2 separate regions of the Mus musculus genome follow, and region 2 is linked to region 1. The links are chromatin contacts, called in public promoter capture Hi-C maps. All regions are on one chromosome and are shown on one strand. Each heading gives the region's core, a stretch centred on a gene start, on an enhancer-like site or on the middle of the called end of the contact. The rest is flanking DNA. Distances are from core to core; before and after follow the strand shown.

The links. Promoter capture Hi-C pulls out the DNA fragments that hold promoters and counts their contacts.
Region 2: a contact with region 1 is called in a promoter capture Hi-C map of liver, with 2.5 times the contacts expected there. The contact joins the promoter of Hsd17b7 here to the enhancer-like site in region 1. A contact is called at or near these places in 3 of 39 promoter capture datasets (embryonic stem cells, hippocampal neurons and liver), 2 of 115 datasets of contacts at active chromatin or transcription factors (astrocytes and stem cell-derived neural progenitor cells) and 1 of 9 other capture datasets (embryonic stem cells).

The regions. Positions count from the first base shown.
Region 1 is chr1:168,355,893-168,359,298 of GRCm38.p6, reverse strand. All of the region lies in intron 2 of Pbx1 (pre B cell leukemia homeobox 1), which reads left to right. Gm51671 (a long non-coding RNA gene) reads right to left here. Exons shown (of 2, transcript XR_003948152.1): 1 at 1-3,406. Among named protein-coding and RNA genes, the nearest start is that of Gm51671, 11 kb to the right of the region's middle. Within about 2 kb of position 1,923, at least 82 of the 459 cell types and tissues checked have an H3K27ac peak or open chromatin away from gene starts, as enhancers often do. A contact at or near this core is called in astrocytes, embryonic stem cells, hippocampal neurons and 2 more, where this site is marked.
Region 2 is chr1:169,967,454-169,970,859 of GRCm38.p6, reverse strand. Hsd17b7 (hydroxysteroid (17-beta) dehydrogenase 7) reads left to right here and starts at 1,655. Exons shown (of 9, transcript NM_010476.3): 1 at 1,655-1,762. The coding sequence starts at 1,728. 3110045C21Rik (RIKEN cDNA 3110045C21 gene) reads right to left here and starts at 1,451. Exons shown (of 3, transcript NR_040438.1): 1 at 1,285-1,451; 2 at 58-410.

The DNA of each region.
Region 1 (3,406 bases), core at 674-3,173:
TATTTGGGGGCAGCTCCTAGGCTGCTCACCGAGTGTCTCTCCTCTTCGGTTCCTGATCTGGAGCTGGGACTTTCTGGGGTGATAGGGACTTTTTGGGGCTCACTCACTCTCACAGATGGAGCCTGTGCTAGTGGCTTTCTGCAGAATCCCTCCCAGTCCATGGCAGTTGAGCTGCCCAAGACAATAGGATGGCTATAGTAATGAGATCCACAGGGCAAAGCTATGGAAAGCCAAATCCACACTTCGATAGATAAGCATTTCCCAAGGCTCTATGGAAACAGTGCATCCTGAGTTTGAGTTGGAACTGTCAGGACCGGCCTTACAGGGCAGCCTTGAAAGTCTGTTGCCTCTCTCTGCTCTCTCAGAATTCTGGTCAAGTTCCATTTCTGGAATTGTCCACATCCACTGACTTAATGCATGGGAGGACCAGAAACTCCCAAGAGAAGAAATATCAGCTCTCTGTCTATACACTCACACCACCCCGTGATGCAAGGTTTTTTGTTTGCTTGTTGGTTTTTTTTGTTTTGTTGTGTTGTGTGTGTTGTGTGTGTGTGTGTGTGTAACACACCTATGGGAAGCTAGTTATCCCCATTCTATCACTGACATTGAGGGACAGTTCTGTGGAGAGAAGATCTCTCATTTATTTCCTAGCCTGCCAGGGCTTGAAAGACCCAAGCTTGGGGCTAGGGCATGCTGCTGGCAACATCTCTCGCTTGGCGCCCTGTCCAATGAAGCACAGGCATGGGTTTCTTCATGGATCTGTCTGCTGGTCCCACTGCCCGCTGACAGCATCCTAAGTGACCAGAGGCCTTGCTGTAGGTCTGTAGAGACAGCAGTCGTGGGCTGGCACAAACTCACAAGCTGTGTCGGCTCCTCTTCTTTCCTTCCCCTACACTGAGGCAAGAGATGCAGCTTAGAGAAGGGTGAAGTGTGTATGGGGGAGGGGGGTTATTGTGAAGGTGGGGGTGGAGAGAAACGGAGGAACAACTGTAAAAAATGTTAATTTATTAATCACTGAATATATAGCAGTTCATCTGCAATGCTGTTGCCATGCCAACACCCTGGGAGTTTACTTTCTTAATCCAAGAGAGGAGCTCTCAGTCCCCTGCTCCCCTGCTGTGCCATTTGAATTTGCTGCTGCCACCGCTGCCACCGTAGTATCTGTTTTAGAAAACGGGGGGTGGGGTTGGGGGGGAGGGGAGGGGGATTAAGGCTCAACCACCAAAGCAGTCAGATGCAAAGCAGCGAGAGGCCTTTCTCAGCGCGACTTAGTAAAAATGACACAAATTAATATACTCTACTTAAACCAGACCAAGATTAATGGTTCTCTTTCAGTGCAGCTTAGCCCAACTGTCACTCGACAGGCGTTTGTCGGACAAAATCAACACTAATCAACATTTATTCGTCTCTTGCCCTTGGGTCTGAGGAGCGCAAGCGGGCTGCGCCATTCTCCCGCTCATCTCGCCACGCTTTTCACCCTCCATCCAGCTCCGCCATATATCACCCTTCCTCCGGGTGCCTCTGCTCGTCCGGATCCACAGACTCAGCTATCAGGGTACATTAGAGGCATGATAGATTTTCTGTTTTAATTTACATCTATTATATTACAACATAACAGAATTTTGATTCAGTAGAGACCTGTGTCTCCTATAGCCAGACTCCTTGGGAGGCTTTTTGCATTAACTTATTAAGGCTTGTTATGGTACAGCTTCAAATAGAGAGTCAGTGTTTCTCTCTCTCTCTCTCTCTCTCTCTCTCTCTCTCTCTCTCTCTCTCTCTCTCTCTCTCTCTCTCTCTCTCTCTCTCTGCCTGCCATGCTTAGTAAAGATGTCTTGGTGCGCCTTATTCACAAACACAGCTCATTTTCTGTACACTTGGCTTCCTGTACAGATCACATGAGGCTGGCGGAGTTTCCTCCCTTACTTTCTGATTGGACTTTGATCAGCCAACAATGGCAGCCGCGAGGGAGCTCCCCCTTCCCAGCCTGGCCTAGGGAAATGGCCTCCACAAACCAGCAGCTACCCCCTCCACCCAGAGCTGGTCTCCAGCATCTTCTTTTCCTCTTCCTTTCCTCTTTGATCTCAATTACAGTTAGCTTTTATTTGTGTTGAAACACGTGTGTATGTCCACGTGTGTATGTGTGTATTGTGTGTGTGTTCGCGCGCGCGCACGCGCTCGAGCGCCTGTGTGGTGATGGTAGGGGGGAGGGGTGCAGAGAGGAGGGAGAGAGGGAAGTGGCTGGGTTAGCCACAGATGATCCTGTTGAAAGGATGACTGAGAGGTGTGCCTGGACAGGGCTGCTTGCTTTCTCTGTGGCCTCCCTAAATGAAGCTTCTTCCAGCTTGGAGTAAGGTGTCTGTGTGTGCCTAGCTAGCGCAAAGTGTGTATGCTGCTCCACCTCGGTAGTGTTTATCTTGCTTACAAAGTTGGATTTTTAAATTCATTTTAAACAATGCGTTCGTTAATGTAAGATGTGTGTAGCAATGAGTTTGGTGTTGATCCTCCCTGCTTTCATCCATTTCCCCACGATTGGGGATTGTGGCTTTGAGCACACATTTTATTTTTTGACATAGTATTCTTTGAAGTGTTTGGTAGAATTGCTTTCTGGCTTTTGACTGTCAGTGGAGACTCATTACACTTCAGCTATCTGGTCACCTGGGGCCACTCCGCACACCTGTGGGGGACAAAAACCCTCCTCTCGGCTTGTACCTTTTAACCTTATAACCTATTTCCTGCGGACACTGTGACTTTGTCAGCCACTCAGGGTGACCGAGCCTTCCTCTGAGTTCTGAATTTCTTCCACTAAGCTGTTGCTTCTAAAGAGCAGTGAGATTATCTTGTGGCCAAAAGACAGAGAAGCCTGGGGGCTGAGTTGGGGGATGTGTGGTCTGTGCGTGTTTGCATGTGGTTGCTGAAGTGTAGGGTGTGTTAGGAGGATGGCTAAGGCCTTCCATTTTGGTTTCTTATTACATAGCAATAAAGTAAATGACGCTTAGTATAACTCTGCACTTAGAGAGCTGTAGCTCAATTTAAGAAACAAAACCCCACCACCAGGAGTTGCTTCGTATCTTGAGCTTGGGAAACTGACCTTGTTAATTTTAATGAGGGGAAAAATTCTCCAGCTGGGGCTGAGGAGAAAAAAACGAAATACCAATGAGGTTATCACGTTGGGTGATCTCACTGAATTCAGCGTGTAATCAGAATGGTGCTTAGAGAATTTTCTAGAGTTTACAAGAAACTGCAGATGCCCTCCCTAGTATTGAAGGCTGTTTTTTCCCAGGAGGCCGAGCCGAGCCGTATATGGTTTCTTCCTTGTGGAGCTATTTGAGAAACTAACATTAAAAAGTTGGGTGCAAATAAAACTGAGATTAAAAATGCATCAGTGTGTTGCTTTTGTGGCTCTGGC
Region 2 (3,406 bases), core at 406-2,905, 1.6 Mb before region 1:
GAGTAGTTTGGAGTGAGGTAAAAACAAAACAAAACCAAACCAAAACCCAACACTCACCTATGAATTAAAAAATATTTTCATTGCTCGGGGTTGTGACTCTCTATGACAAATGACTTTAAAAATTAAACATTTTAGATTAATAGTCCAGTCCATCCCTTGTCGGTCACAGAGCCTTGGAAGCAGCAACTTGAGTAGAACAAAAGGAGGAAGAGTCCCAGTTTCCCTTACTGGGCTGGGCTGGAAGTGATAGAGGACTTTCTCTGAAGTCTTCTGGGTTTCATCTAACTCAGAGCTGGTCCCACTCCTGTTCTCATCTGAGGCTGTAGTAAGGCTGAACTCCTCTCGGACCCAGGCAGACTCCTGATGTTGCTTTCATGCACAGAGTTCATGCTAATAATTGCACAAGAGAACTTAAAAAAAAAAAAACAACTCAAAATAAACGTCATAATATGTTAATTAAGTTTACAGTTTTCTGGTGGGCCATTTTCATGCTACCCTAGGGTGCAGTGTGGACACACCTGTCTGCCACCCAACCCACCCACCAGGCTCTCCAATTTCTTTTTAAAAAGTGAGCTTTCTTTGGGAGAGCCACACAGTTTTCTCTGTTCTTTTGCTGCCACTTCTGAACTCCAGGGTTTAAAAAGGATCATTTGGGTATGGAATCTCAAGATCAGGGATTTTTTTTTTTTTCCACTTCAAGGCTTTAGAAAATTTGTTAAGTTACTGTCTTTTAAGAACAGTTGAAATGATCAACCAGTTTTCTTAAGTTTTAGCAGTTTGTTGGTATCATTAATCAAAACATATAGATTAAAGCCCAGAAAAGACGTTATCATTTAGGATCACGGCTATCCCTAGTAATTACAGCTCTGAAAGAGGAATAGTTTGTTCAATCATATGAGTATTAGTCCTTTCACTCAATATTAATCATCTGTAAGTAGCGAAAGCTGGGATAACGATTATAACAGCTGCGCAGGGTATTTTTATGCGAATTGAACTTAATAAAAAAAGGGAGTTTTAATGTATGCATTTGCCCCTCCCTGATTACCTAGTTCTGCTCCCTCCAAAGTACTCATCTGGGATGGCTTGGAGACAAAAAAAAAAAAAAAAAAAGAGCGAGCGAGCGAGAGAGAGAGAGAGAGAGAGAGAGAGAGGCAGAGAGAGTGAGAAAATAAAGCTCATTACAGCGACCTGAGAGGTCTGAAGGAGATGACAGTACGCATTCCTTTAGCGTTCTGAGATTCTCTGGTTTCATTCCACATTCAGAGCTTGAAATTGCTAACTTACTCGTGATTCGACATAAATACAATTCAATGAAATCCAGGTTCTCTTTCTTAAAGACCATGCTTTACACATCCTAAGAAGCAAACTTGGACTTGGGTTCCTGCACCGAAGCCTCTCCCAGCAGCCTTGTGAAACCTCCAGCTCTGCCGCCCGCTTGCTTCACTCAGAACAAAGCCCCCGCCGCAGACTGGGGGCGGCGACTGCCTGGATTGGCTATAGGACCCTTGTGTCACGTGGCTCCGCCCCTCGGCCTATCTCACCTCACCCGGTCTGGGCGTGGAGAGAAGATGCCGAGTCGCGATTGGCGGGCCTAACGCGCGGACCGGATGACGCAGGAGAGGTGGAGCCGGGCCGAGCCTTGATTGGTCGAGGTGCGCGTGGTCACGGATCAAGGTTCAGGCTAAGAGAACCCCGGTGCAGTTCTACTTCGGTGCAGGGCGTGGAAGATGCGGAAGGTGGTTTTGATCACCGGGGCGAGCAGGTGAGACCTCCTATGGAACCCCGGAGTCTATGCGGGGGGAAGCGCAGGTCGGTGATTCACTTCGATGGGGTCCGCAGAGACCCCGTTCCCTGGCTTTCCAAGAGGTGTGGTCATGCCTGCCTCGCTTGGTGCTCGGTGCTCGGTGGCTGGCGCTTTGAATTAAACATGACAGTGGAAAGGAAAGCTAAACCGCCAGTGACTGGTCAGCCTGGCAGTGATGCTGGACAGTTGTTCTCTAGGGACCGTCAGTCTCCGAGAGTAGTTAATTGTAGGTGCCCACAGTTCACTTTAAACCTAAACACTCGGGGTGTTTAAATGTCAGCATCCATGAACTTTAGGACAATGAGGAAATTTCACTCCTGCAGCATGTTTTCATATACTCTTTCCAGGAACCTACAGAACGACCAGTCTAGCAACTAAGGCTTATCCTGATGCAGATGCCAGCAAAGTTATTCCAGGCTTGCCCATTTGACCCTTGACCTACTTATCATTTGTTGATGAAGAATGTGTGGAGGATGGACCCAACCAACTCCCCTCCTACCCCCAATTGGTTACATTGCTATTTTTTGAGGAATTAATACAGGATTTGTTAAATGCCACTTAAGCCTGTTTCAGTGACCCAATCACATCTATATTAACTAAACCAGTGGAGGGGTCTGTCTTGGGCTTTTTGTTAGTGTGCGCTCTCCTTTAGGTCAGCTGGGTTTTGGCCGTTCTCGAGTGGAAAGTGCCTGTAGAAGTCAGACCTGAATTGGTGTGATTTTGATATACTGTGGTGTGTGCAACTTATACTAAAGTTGGTATTTAAAGTAAGGATGAATAGGCCGGTATCTGCTTGGTACTTTGCTGGCAGGGCCGCCAGATTCTGTGGATTCCAGACTCACTTTGGAGCTCCCTTTGCTGGCAGTCTGCATGAGAACTTACTGTTACCCAGAATGGCCTCGCTACCAGCAGTGGGCCCCATCTGCTGCGACCTTCATATCACTCTTTGTGACCCAGTGCATCTGAAGCCTCCTAGCTCTGCTCTTTCCTGCTTCTTTGTCTTCGGCTCTATCTGCTTGCTGATTCTGCTTTCTGTCTACTTGTATTGAGGGCTTTTTTTTTTTTTAAACTCTTGGCTATTCTGCTGTGACTTAGTAGTTGACAGGGATTTAACTTCAAGCTGTGCTACTGTGTATTCTCCTGAAAACAAAACAAAACAAAGCAAAAAAAAAACCCCAAAAAACAAAAACCCAAACCAAAACCTCACCGGTTGGTTCACTTACTGCGATTTACAGTTTTCCTAATAGCAACAGTACCAAGAAGTGGTGAGAACCCTTGCCTTTGCGGGACCAAGGCACCACAAGAAAATGGGGACACGGTAAACAACTAATACGGCCCCCCTTAAAGTATTTGCTAGAGATATATTAAATCACACCCTAACAGGTGCTCCAACCCTCACTCACTGTGTCATTGAACCATATTAGAGGGGAACAACTGGATGTTGCTTATCAACATGGCTAATCGGGAGATTCCTTCTTCACATAATGTTTGGGTATTTTCTATCTGCTTGGATTTCTCATTGGAGCTCATATTGACACTGTCAAGTTTCTGAACCAGAGAGAACTGCCTTCATTTAACACCATTTCAATGAGCTCATGCTTG